Linked DNA regions of Sus scrofa: region 2 is linked to region 1. The links are chromatin contacts, called in public promoter capture Hi-C maps. All regions are on one chromosome and are shown on one strand. The core of a region is the stretch at or near the end of the contact, and the rest is flanking DNA. Distances in the headings are between cores, read along the strand shown. Region 1 holds the start of SDC1 (syndecan 1). Region 2 holds the start of LAPTM4A (lysosomal-associated transmembrane protein 4A).

What was found. Promoter capture Hi-C pulls out the DNA fragments that hold promoters and counts their contacts.
Region 2: a promoter capture Hi-C map of fetal skeletal muscle shows a contact between it and region 1, with 2.1 times the contacts expected there. The contact joins the promoter of LAPTM4A here to the promoter of SDC1 in region 1. A contact is called at or near these places in 2 of 5 promoter capture datasets (fetal liver and fetal skeletal muscle), 2 of 47 Hi-C or Micro-C datasets (embryonic fibroblasts and liver) and 1 of 2 datasets of contacts at active chromatin or transcription factors (alveolar macrophages).

Annotation. Positions count from the first base shown.
Region 1 is chr3:117,984,609-117,990,958 of Sscrofa11.1, reverse strand. It overlaps SDC1 (syndecan 1), which reads right to left and starts at 3,374. Exons shown (of 5, transcript NM_001243190.1): 1 at 3,051-3,374. The coding sequence starts at 3,116.
Region 2 is chr3:118,148,388-118,154,737 of Sscrofa11.1, reverse strand. LAPTM4A (lysosomal-associated transmembrane protein 4A) reads right to left here and starts at 2,872. Exons shown (of 7, transcript XM_005662724.3): 1 at 1,474-2,872. The coding sequence starts at 1,584.

The DNA.
Region 1 (6,350 bases), core at 2,125-4,624:
AGGCTCTGAGCCCAGGCAGAGGCAGTTCGTGCCTCCCCCAGCCCCCACCCACTCCACCAGGCCGGCGGGAAATGTCTCTACTAGCCCCCATAATTAAGGCAAAAAGGGATTTTATGCCTTTCAAGACAGAGTAGAGCGAAAGAGAGGAAAATAGCAAAAAACTTTCCAGAACAAGCAATTTTTCTCGCCTGGCAGAAACAAAAGATCCCGGAATCTCTCACACACAGAACCACACTGAAACCTTTTTAGACAAACCTGTTTCTCGTCTCCTGGGAGTGGATTTGAGCAACCTCCTGCCCTACAGCCTTCCCTTATCCAAAGTCAGGTGCCCAGGATCACACCCTACCTCACTGGTCCCCAGGGGGTTCTGACCTGCTTCCCACCAGGGCCAAAGTGAATCCTTTGGGCGAGGCCGGATCTCTGCAACGGGTGGTCACCTCCTATTTCACCAAGTCCCGCTGTCTTATTTCTTTTAGGAAGAGTGTAGCAAAGGGCTCTGGAAAAGGATTTTATGTCCCCACTTTTTTTTTTTTGGCGGAGCCTACAGCATACGGAAGTTCCCAGGCCAAGGATCAAACCCACGCCACAGCGGCAACCCAGGCTGCTGCAGTGACATCCACTGGGCCACAAGACAACTCCTAGGTCGCCATTTTTAAGGAAATATGGACACCAAATGTAAACGAGAAAGGACAAAGAACAGAGCTGGGAAAGATAGAACAAACCAAACTCTATAAAAAAGAAAACGAAAACCCCAGCTCTGAGCCAAGAGTCTGACCCCAAAGCTTAGTGCTTTCAGGCTCAGCTCAACCACCCCTTCCAGGAAGCCCTCCCACCACTGCAGCTCTAAGGAGCCTTCCTCTGCCCCTCCTTTCCCCCTAGAAACTCAACCTCTCTCTGCTGTGAGTTTTGCTTCTCTGCAAAGTATCAAAGTTTCCAGGACAGGAAGAAAAAAACAACATCTGCTCCTTCCCAGCTCACAGAAACACCCTGGAGAACACCGTCCAGAGAGAATCTCTAATCCCATTTGCCTTCTCCAGTTAAAGGGTGCTCTGGGATCCCGGCTCAGAGGCATGCCAGGCTCGGCGAAGGCAGGCAGCAGAACCACCACCACCACTCCTCCTGACTCTGGCTGGAAATCGGTGAAGTATTGCTGAGGCCCCAGCTTGAGCCTGGAGAGAGTGGGGGCATAACTACTGGTTCAAGGTGCAATCTGTATCCCACAGAAGACACGACCTTCACGAGCGAAGGAGAAGCCAGATGCCCATGTCTTGAAAGCGCCTGAAAACCAGGAGCACCCTGGAGACCCAGCTCAGAAATCCTATCTGCCCCCAAGGCTCCTCCAGCTAGGGCACCCCTTAGGCACACACTCCAACTCATCCGCAATTCACGAGACACCGGGGACCCTTTCCTAGACTCCGAAAGGCTTCCAAGCACAGCAGTCACCTGGGAAGCAAGAAAGGCACCTCACAGATCGGTCTGAAAAACACCTTGCCTGAGCCGGACCCTGTAAAATACCCCAAGGCTCTCAATAACTAGAGCTACTATTATTGTAGAGGGACCTGCTTCCAGAGGGTTGGCTTGGTGTTGCCGAGAGACTTGGCCGGAAAATACACTGTAAGTGGAGGACCGGGGTACCCACCCCCGGCCGCCGCTCCTTGCCCTCCCACGTGCCTCCTTTTGCCAGAGCTGGGGAAGTGAGCCGTCCAGATGTGGTAGCGAGAGACCGCCACTTCCGGAAGGGGGCGAGCCCCCTCGGTCCGCACCTCCCCTCTCCATCCCCGGGGATGGCCGACCTGGCTCACACGGAGCAGAGGAGAGGACCCTGGGACTCGGGCACCGGCTGTGGGGGCTGTGGGGGTGGACGTGAGCACCCGGCGGCCAGCGCTGACACCTGGCGGCAGCCCAGGTCTCAGCCCATAGTAGGCTGGAGCCGCGGGGCGGTTCCCAGGAAAGGGTTACCGGGGCCGAGAACAAAGCGCCCCCTTTGGGGAAGGCGGGCCAGCGGACGGCGGCTGGGGCGGGAGAGCACTTTCTGGGGACCCTCCGGATCTCTTTGTCGGCCAGATCCCTCTTTAGAGGCGACCCACCCCTCTCCAAAGGTGGGTGCTGGAGTTCTACCCCACGGCCTCCCCCCAGCTTCGGGCTCCACGTTTGTCCCCCTTTTCTTCTAGCTCCACTGGGCGGGCCAAGGGACCCGCCTTCCCTCCGCGCTGCTCCAGCACAAAGCCAGGCCGGGGGAGGGGTAAAGCCATTCCCGGGTCCACTCGCGTGGAAGCAGCCCGCGCGCCCCGACCGTGCCCAGCGCAGGCTCTCGCCCCTCCGCAGGCAGCACAACTTCAACAGCCCAGAAGTTGGGTTCCTGCGGGTCTCTTGCGTTCCGAGGCCAACTTCCCGGAACCTCCTGCTACACCCGGCCTGGCTCCGTTCGGCCAGCCAACGGACAGCCGAGACCCCACCTCTGTCCGCCCGCCCCGGTCGTCCTCGCAGCCCTGGCTGGGGCTCCTTAGTGCACACGCCCGCCTGCTCCCGCGCCGATTCCGCTGCTCCCAAACTTGCCTCTGCCAGAGGGGCCGGGCGCTCCGGCTCGACCGATCTGGTTTGAATTAGGGTCCGCGGGCGGGGCGTATTAGCCGCGATCTCGGCATCCTCCTGGGTCACCGGCGAGGGGCCCTGCCGCCGCAGTGCCCGGGGTGACTGGGTGGGAGCCGGCGACCCCAGGAGCCGCCGCTGGCTGGCTGGCTCTTTCGCCACTGGAGCCCTTTTACGTAATTGAGCTCGGGGCCCCGGCGCAGGCTCTGCTCCACGGGACGCCCCAAGCCTCCTCCCGGAGCTGCGGAACCCACGGCCCCCCCCCCCCATTCCCCGACGGCGGAGGCAGTTGGGTCAAGAGCCCTGATTTCGGGGCTCCTAGTCTCCCCGCCAGCCTTGCTAGCGCGGGAAGAGGGGAAGTCCCCGCTTCCCCTCCCCCTCCACGTGCGGTCGCCGGTATCGGCCGATCCGCCAGCCCCGGCTTCCCGCCACCTCCCGGCCAAGCCCCCGGCCGCACTCACCAGGAGGGCCGGCTGCAGGCGCAGCGCCAGCGCGCAGAGCCAGAGCCAAAACGCCGCGCGCCTCATGCTGCCCGGACCAGCGGCGGGAGCGCAGCGGGTTGCGCGGGTCAGGGGTGCGCGGCGCTGAGCCGTCTGCGCGAGGCTCCGAGTCGGCTCTGCGGGTTGCGCTGCGCCCAGCTCCCTTGAGCGATGCCCAAGCGCGCTGCTGTCCTAGGCGAGGGCTGCGGGGTCCCCTGGCTGCAGTCCTCGCTCTGGTGCTAGACTCCTCCGGCTCCGCTCAGCTACCGCTAGCACCTCTCCCGCCGAGCTCCGCCTTATAATAAACCCGCAGGCCCTTAGCCGTTGCAAAAAACTCGCCCCCCACCCCCAGCTCGCCAGGTCTCGGGGCCAGCCCCAGTCCCCACCCCCTAGAGCCCCGCCCCCTAGAACCCCGCCCCGCCCCCTGAGCCACAGGCCCGGCCCCCAAGGAACGCCCCAAGCCCGGCTCCCCAGCCCCGCCTCCGCACCGCGCCAGGGAAGCCGAGCCTCGCCTACCCCCAGGGCCACGGTCCCCGCGCGCCGCGGTTCCCCGGGTTTCGGCTCTGCTGCTCCGGTGTTCCCGGGGGTTGGGGACTGGTCGCACCCCCCTACCGCCCTGGCCAAGGGTTTTGAGGCTCTGCCCGGGAGACTGGCGGGAGGGGCGGGAGTTGGTCCTCGATTGCTGGCGCCAGTCTGCAGCGCCCTCTGGGCGTGAACACCGAGCCCCCTCCAGGTGCGCTGGACTCCCGGATCCGGGCGGGAACACTTTCTGAGGCTGTGCGGGGGCCCGAAGTGATGGGCCCTTAAATCAGTGGCCCCTTCCCTGGCTGCGGATGGTGCTCTCTGCGCCCTCTCACCCTACACCCCAGCACTAGTTTCCACATGCGCTGGCCTTCTGCCAGTGCTGGAAACTAGGGGCCTTACTTTAAACAGCTGGACACGCCCAGGAAGGGTTGTTTAAAAAAATTAAAAAATTTTAAAGGACTTTTCAGTGTCTTTTGATAGAAAGCAGTGCCCTCTCTCTTCATTCTCTGAGTCAAAAGGAAAAGTAAACAGCCTTGGGCCCAGGTGACTTCCAGCCTGCAGGTCTGAGAAGCACCACTGGCATTTTTGCTCCTTCGTGATTCCCTGAGGGGCCTTAGACCTCAGTGGTGCCATCAGCAATCCCGAGCCTCTGTGTAGGTGTTCAAAGACCATGGAAGGTCTGTAGAGCAAATGGCCTTGAACGAAAAGGGGAAGAACCTGCCGGGCCCTGCCTGCAATGTGACCTTGGACCTGGAGACCAAAGATACCGACTTCCCCACCCACCGTCCCCATCTCCGCCTGCAGAGCCTCCTGCAGGTTCTTAAGGCCTGAAGCAGTTCTCTTAGGCCTTGATTTCAAGGATCATCTAACCGCATGGCACCAGGCAGGACCTCTCCAAGGAGTTCAGGGCGTCCTGACAGGTTAAAGGGCCCTTTGAATAGAAAGCCATGAGGGTGTTTGCCAGGGGCTGGCTCATAGTCTGAAGTCAGCTCTCTAGCCCTTTCAACTCAATATGGAGGAAACATAGGTCAGTTTGGAATTTTGCTTTTCTCTCCTCCACAAAACAAAGAAAACTGGGGTCAAGGAATATTTGTTAGAGCCTCTTTATATTATAAAAATGACCCGTTGAGGGAGTTCCCTGGCGGCTCAATGGGTTAAGGATCTGGCATTGTGACTGCTATGGCTCGGTTTCAAGGGTTTTGATCCCTGGCCTGGGAACTTACACATGCCATGGGTGCAGCCAAAATAAATAAATAAATAAAATAAAAATGACCAGTTTATTTAGAAATTTACTCTTTCAAGCTGAGTAAATTTGCCTTAGTAAATCTGGGCCGATTAGGAAGAGGAGGAGCCCTAAGGAGGACACGTACACTGAGAGTGGAGGTAGAGGGTCAGGGTTTGCCTTGACCCAGCTGACTGCTGGCCTGCTTGCTTCTTCTCCCAGCCCGGGTTCTGCAGGAAAATCTCTCCCTCTCAGAAGCTCTTGAAGTCCCATAGTACCCAGGACCTGGGCCTCCTCAAACCCCTGTGGCCCCGTGGAATGCCACAGGAACATCAGCCCGTTTGCACTGCTGTGGCCAATCTGTCTGCACTCATCGGTTCCATCCTTGGGATCCCCCAAACCTCCTTAGATCTGGCAACTAAAGAGTTAAGTCTGGCTGAGCTCGGGCCCTCAAGCCCCCCCATCTGGAGGCACTAAGGCAAGGCCTTTGTTCTGATTTGTGTTCCTAATATGGGTTGTTATTATTATTACTATTATTTTGCTTTTTAGGGCTGCACATACAGCCTATGGAAGTTCCCAGGCTAGGGGTTGAATCACTGCGGCAGCTGCCTGCCTACGCCACAGCATCAAGGGATCTGAGCCATGTTTTCAATCCACACCACAGCTCACGGCAACACCAGATCCTTAACCCACTAAGTGAGGTCAGCAATCGAACCGCATTCTCATAGATACTAGTCGGTGTTTGTGGGAGTTCCCGATGTGGCACAGTGGTTAACGAATCCTACTAGGAACTATAAGGTTGCGGGTTCCGTCCCTGGCCTTGAGCAGTGGGTTAAGGATCTGGTGTTGCCATGAGTTGTGGTGTAGGTCACAGACACGGCTTGGATCCCTCGTTGCTGTGGCTCTGGCGTAGGCAGGCGGCTACAGCTCGGATTAGACCCCTAGCCTGGAACCTCCATATGCCGCGGGAACGGCCCAAGAAAAGGCAAAAAGACAAAAACAAACAAACAAACAAAACTAGTCGGTGTTCGTTACTGCTGAGCAGTAACTTCTGCTTGTCTAATTTTTTAAATTAGAAGATGCTTTCGACCTCAGCTGCTAGCTTCCCCTCAAGTATTGAATAATAGACATTTATTGCATGTGCCTGTATTACCCACTCACCAACAAAAACCTCACAGCACTGGAACTTAAGCCCTTCCCACTCTTTGGCTTTGTCATCTCCTTTGTGGCTCCATCTTCGAGATGGTGGCAAGATGCCAGTATAGTTTCTAGCCAACAGAGCTAACACAGCCACTCCCAGAAATGAGGCCACCTTCCAGTAGTGTCTTTCTTAGGAGTTAGGAAATAGCTCCCTGAAGAATCCCCTACCCCCAACATACACACTTTTCTCCTCATCTCTCTGGCTTGAAGTGTGTCCCACACCTTCATGAATCCATCAATGGCAAGGGGAGTTTGAGCATCCGTGTGGACATAGATTAACCTCCTAGGAGCTTGGATTTGGGGGAGTCAATGCCATGTCCACTAAATATTTTGAC
Region 2 (6,350 bases), core at 1,623-4,122, 160 kb before region 1:
CAATGTCCAGTGTTACAAATTAGTTAAAATATAAAACAAGGGGGAGGGGGGTCTCTGTGGAGGAAATGTGATTTAACTATAGCACTAAGATGATGTTTCCTAACATAAAAGTACAGGAAATATTACAATAAATTTTGAAACATGCAAATAAGCCTACACAGTCAAGTTTTGTTGTTTTTAATGTACATTAAAACAGACTGTAAAAACACAGCAATCAGGAATAATGGGGAGCTCAGGTAGCCCCCTGGGGGTGGGCCATGAACCTGTATCTATCTGCCTGAGGATGATTTTCAACTGGTGTTTGGCAAATGATAATAGTTTCGATGGAGGCTTTGGGGTAGCAAGTAAAGAGAAGAAAGGCAAAAAGAATGTGTGGTAAAGCTCTTCCTTTTTTGCAGTTCAGAGAAGTTATCAGAAAACTGCAGTCTCACTAATGCCACAGTTTCCCAAACCAAAAGTAATACAAATTTTTAAAATCACGAAGTCATTAGCAAATGTGGCCAAGTACACAACATGAGGTTTGTCAAAACGTCTGTAAAGTCATCATAACTACCTAAATAGAATCACATATTTAGAAGTCACAAATTAGCTTATTTACTATATGGGTACTGGAGATGATAAGAAATCACAAAGGTATTACTAGTGAACCCCCCAATCAATAACACCGTCAACTTGGTTATGACATAAAATTACACAGATCTTAAAACACAGAGAATGCTAGCATATGTAGCCAAAACGGAAGAGGCTGTCAATAAAGGTCTCAAAAAAATGGAATGGGTCTGATAGCATAAGCGTCTCAAGAGCAGGGTAGGGGAACTGTATCAGGAAAAGGCAAATCGAGTCTAAGTAAATCCTGGTAAATGGTATTACCGCTAGGCCAATGTCCAGACTCACAACAGAGGCCTTTCTGCCTACATCACAAACACAATGTAACAAATAAGATCCAAGGAACCACAAACAACTGCTTTGAAACCAGATCTGTCACTTTTCCTTCAGGCAAGGCATAATATTAAAACTACGCTGCATATATGAAGGTCTGGTCCTAATTGTCTCGTTAGGAAAAACAAATTCCAGGAAGCACTGGGGGAGGGGAGAGTTCTTTCAGATCACGGAAGCACACAAAAAGATCTCGAAACCTGGTAATTTCCAGAATCCCCCACACCAAAACCTAGCACCCTCATCCCGCCCCCCACCCACTGCCCGCTACTCCTCTGCCTTTCCCAATCCTGCTTTTCTCCTCTTAACCCTACCAAGCAACAACCTTCCCATCGCCACCCAACCCCTCCGATTCCGAGACACTCTCCCCACCTCAAAGTTAGAGCCCACCCCCCCCGCAAAGAAGGTCCTCTACGCCTCCCGCCCCACCCCCTCCCAGTGGGAACACTCACTTCCTTTCGGACCAGCCCCCCTCCCACTTCCCACTCTTGGGCACTCCCCCCAGGGCTTCTATCCCCGCGCCTCGCCCGCCCTTACCATGTACCAGGTCCCCAGGATGATCGTCCCGGTGCGGACATGGCAACAGCCGCAGCACCGGGTGCTGTAGAACCGGTCGCTGCGGCTCCGCTTGAAAGTCATGGACACCATCGGGAAACTCGTGGGCCTCGTTCGTGGCCGGGCCCCTGACAAACGCCTTCCGCCCAGCGGTTGATACCAGACGGCTCTCTCAAAGCGTCCAAAACCAAACGACGCGTCTTCAAGCCAGCCCCCGGCCAGGGCCCCAGCCAAGAGGCTTCGCACCTGCGCACTGAGTACCGAGCGCCACTCTCGCGCGAGTTCCTTTTAGCCTTTTTCTCCACCTTTCCCGCACTCAGGCCAATAGAAGAGCGAAAAGCTGGGCGGACGCGGCCCTTGATTGGAAAAGCCTGGAGATTGACAAGACTCACGCCCAATCAGAATCGCAACTCGTCTTAGCACTAATAAATCCCCGCCTCTCACGTGAGGGCATGAGCTAGCTCGTCGGTCTAGAGGAGTTCTGGTTGGGGGCGAGGTCGGTAGTTCACCATTCCCAAGAGAAGCGTTTGATGGCAAAAAGGAGAGGCGAGATGAGGTGGGTGGCGGAAAGCCTGCACGAAGGACTTTTCTGAGTGACGTCTGCCACGTACCGCTTCCGAAGTGTCACGGGACAACAGCTGCTCACGTGACCTTTGCGCGCAGTTTGATTATTGGGCTGGTCAGGGGCGGGGCCTGTGAGGAAGGGGCGGGGCGGGGCTAATTCCCGCTCCGGGGCCTTTTCGACTGAAGAAATTCGGGACTTCCTGGAGGAGTAAGGTTAGGTTTCTGTTTTAACTCACACTGACGCCTCCATGGTAGAAGCAAAGAAATACCATTCCCTGCCAAGGGCAGCTAAGAAGGATTGAGAAAAATAGAAGCAAAATAAAGTGGAAGAACTGCTTAGCTCCTGGGTAATGATAGAGTGACGTTTATACGGAAAAATTATGAAACACAATGACACACAAGGAAACACAATTTCACAAAAATGGTGAAACACAGGGACCTAGGCGTTTTCCGTGAAAAACCAGCCATTGTCTGGCTCACTTTTCTGGGTATTCTGCATCTACAGGGGCTCTCCATCTTTCCTTGTGGAGCTAAGGGAGCAAAGAATGTCATCTGCCCATTTCAGTAAACAAAGGAAATTGTGGCATCAAGGCATCAGCCTCTGAAGCCACCACCAGTGGGTGGTACACCCTGAGGGGATTCAGGATAGCAGAAAAATAGGTTGCTGGCACTCGATGGTAAGGTGCATATCAAAGGGATAGTTTCAGTAAGCCTAGACTCTTGGATTTTACCATAAATGGAAAAGCCCTGTGATCTTGATGTTCTGACTACCTGGGATTTTTTTGTAAAAAACCGCTGTATATCCGCTGCTTCTTTACCTCTTTAGAACAGCCCCTGAGAGCTGTCTGAGAGAATGTCTCCTGGACTCAAGTCCTCAGTAAATCTGGCAAATAAAACATAGTTCTCAGCTTTTAGGTTGTGCATGGTTTTTTTGTTTTTTGGGTTTTTTTCAGTAGACATCTGTTCAACTCTAAATTGTAGATAACTGATAGCAAGAGGAAATATTCTTCTTGTCCATCAAACTTCTTGTTGAATTCCCCCTCCTTGGAAAAAGCCATTTTGCAGCTATTTGTAAATTCTTTTCCCAGTCCTGGTTTGAACAATGTAAGTAGTTACTTTATTGGTTCTTTAAACTGGTTCTTATATCTTACTGGTCCCCTTATTGATTAATTACTAAATAAGATCTTTGAGACTGTTCATTTTGTATTTGTATGAGACATGACTTTTAAGAAAATACATGGTTTTATTCTTTGGAAAGTACACTTGTGTTTAGAGGACAAAAATGGCAGTTCCTATTGTGACTCAATGGTAACAAACCTGACTAGTATTCATGAGGACACAGGTTCGATCCCTGGCCTCGCTCAGTGGTTTAAAGATCTGGTGTTGCTGTGAGCTATGGTGTAGGTCACAGACACAGCCTGGATCTGACATTGCTGTGGCTGTGGTGTAGGCCGGCAACTATGGAGCCCATTTAAACGATAGCCTGGGAACTTTCATGTCCCTCAGGTGTAGCCCTAAAGAGACCAAAAGAAAAAAAAAGAAAAAAAAGGTCTTCCCCTTTGCCATTCTTAGCTGAACACTGTGCTGAATTTAGTGTAAAGGTTATTGCGCTGGCATGGCTTCAGTGAATGCTGTCTGAAATTGTATATTGATTGTTGATTATTTATCTCCCCCACTAAAATGTTCATTCTAGAACAGCAGAGACTCTGCTTACTTCTCAGCACTGAAGGAATTGTCCACGCACAATTACCCTGCTTTGCATCATACTTTTAAACTTTCTGGGAGGCCATCCATAGTTAAGCCAAGCTACACTAAAGAATGGAATGAGGTGGTAGCAGTTTAACTCAGAATGAATTATGAATTTCTCCACTAATCAGGGAGTAGACTAATAATCCCCACCACACCAAAACAAATTGTTTTTCATAGCCCTTGCTATGTAGTATACATGTGTCCAATCACTTTATTTTGAATCATTTCATCTTCAAACACAACAAATCTATAAGGCAGGCACTTTGATGTTACTTGACTCAACAAAGAAGTTACATTACATGTCCAAAGTTACAAGGCCAGTATGTGCTGCAGCTGTGGCGCACTTCACAACTGCAGTGCAGGTTCAATGCCTGGCACAGGAACTTCCATGTGCTCAGGGTGCAAGAGGAGAAAAAGAAAGTCAGCCCTCACATTCATTATGGTAGAGGTGATATCTGCTATCACAGGGTAATAAAGGATGTTATGGAAGCACAATATGGAAAAGGAATATCTAACCTAGGAGTTCCCTGGTTGTTCAGTGAGTTAAGGATCTGGTGGTGTCATTACTGCGGGAAAGGTTTACTCCCTGGCAAAGGTTTAATCTTCTGTATGCCATGAGCGTGGCTCCCCCAAAATCTAACCTATCAGGATAGGTTTCCTGGGGGAAGTGATGTCTAAGCGGATGGTAGAAGAAAACTAGGCTGGGGACAGAAAGGCTGAGCCAACTCAGAAGTGATAGTATGGAAAAAGTGTAGTGGAGAGTAGGGGAGGTTTGTGTAGCAGAAATGGTGACTGCCCTGCCAGAGACTACATTTCCTAGCATCCTTCCTCCAACATTCCTTATCGCAAGGCGGCTGTAGGAATAGTTATTGCCAATTGAATCTAAGCAGAAAAGACATGAGTCAGACTGGGCCAGGGCTCTTAAGAAAGTGGGATAGGAAGTCCCGCCCATAATGTCTTTGCTCTTCTTTTCCCTCATTCTCTGCTGGCTGATGCAGAGAAGTCTGAGGCCCTGGGGCTGAGCAGAGTCACAGGATGGACACCTGGGTACTTGAATCACCAAAAAGGGGAAAGCCACAGGTGACACTGGATGGTAACACAAGCAAGAAATAAACTTCAATGGAATGAGCCCATACTGTTTGAGGGTTTGTTTTTTATGGCAGCTAAAATATCCCAATCCTAAAGAAATTAATACAGTTATAGAAATGTGGGGGTTGGAGAGAGGAATGAGAAGAGAAAAGTAAGAGCTAAAGTTAGACAGGAAAGCTTGCCCCAGATCAAGAAGACCTGAAAAGTGCAGGGGAAAGTTGGGGACAGTTTTGGCACGGACCCCAAAGTCTACTGGGTTCACTGTCTAACCTACCCTTCTGGACTATCTGATTCTAGGGTCTGTGTGCCTGGAGCTATTTAAAACTAATAAATTATAGATAACCAAGAGCAAGATTTTTGTTCTTAGACCTGCAAATGAATTCGGACTGTCACATAAAATTTCCCACTGCTTGTGGGAAAAGCAAGTTTTGCATCTATTTGTAAATTATTTCAACCTTCCTGATTGACCCATGCAGGCGTGGTACTTTGAATTCTCTTTCAAAATGGTTGTAACATCTTCCTGGTTCCCTCATTAAATACAGAGATAAACTCTTTTCACACATGTTATGTTTATATTTGTATGAGAGTCATGGTTTTATTTTTCCAAAGTAATATTCTTTAACATAAGCCATGTTAGACTTCGTGCAAAGTATGACACCATTAAATAGTATTAAGCAAGGGAGTTTCATTAACAGATTTGCACTTTGGAAAGATTATTCTGGATATAGTATGGGGAATAACGTGGGCATTTTGGAAGCAGGAGTCTGTTACAGAAATATATGTGTGACCTATACTACGAAAGGATGAATTTGAACTTCTACTTCATGTCACACACAGAAATCAAAGTGGAGAAACTCTTTTTTTTTTCTTTTATTGGCTGCACCCAGGGATCAAACCGTGCCATAGCAGTGACTTGAGCCACAGACATGACAATGTCAGATCCTTAATTCCCCTTAGGCCACCAGGGAACTCCTGTTTTTAATAGAGGCTGTTGAAATTATAGTAATACCCTGAAAAAGATTTCTTACGTCTGCTCTAAGCATACCTGTAGATTTTTATAAGCCTCTTTCTACCTCCTCCCTACTCTCATCCCAATTAATATTATTTCATTCCACGTTATTTTAATCAAACCTTTCATATCATAATTTATGGTTAAAATGTGCTTTTGGGGGGGGGGAGGCTGCCCCTGTGGTATATGGAAGTTCCCAGGCTAAGGGGTTGGATTAGAGCTGTAGCCGCTGGCCTACACCACAGCCACAGCGACGCCAGATCTGAGCTGTGTCTGCAGCCTACTCCACAGCTCACGACAACACTGAATACTTAACCCACTGAGTGAGGCCAGGGATGGAACCCGTGTCCTCATGGATAGTAGTTGGGTTTGTTACCACTGGGCCACAATGGGAAATCCTCATCTGTACTTCTTTTGTTGTTGTTGTTGTTGTTTTGTCTTTTTGCTA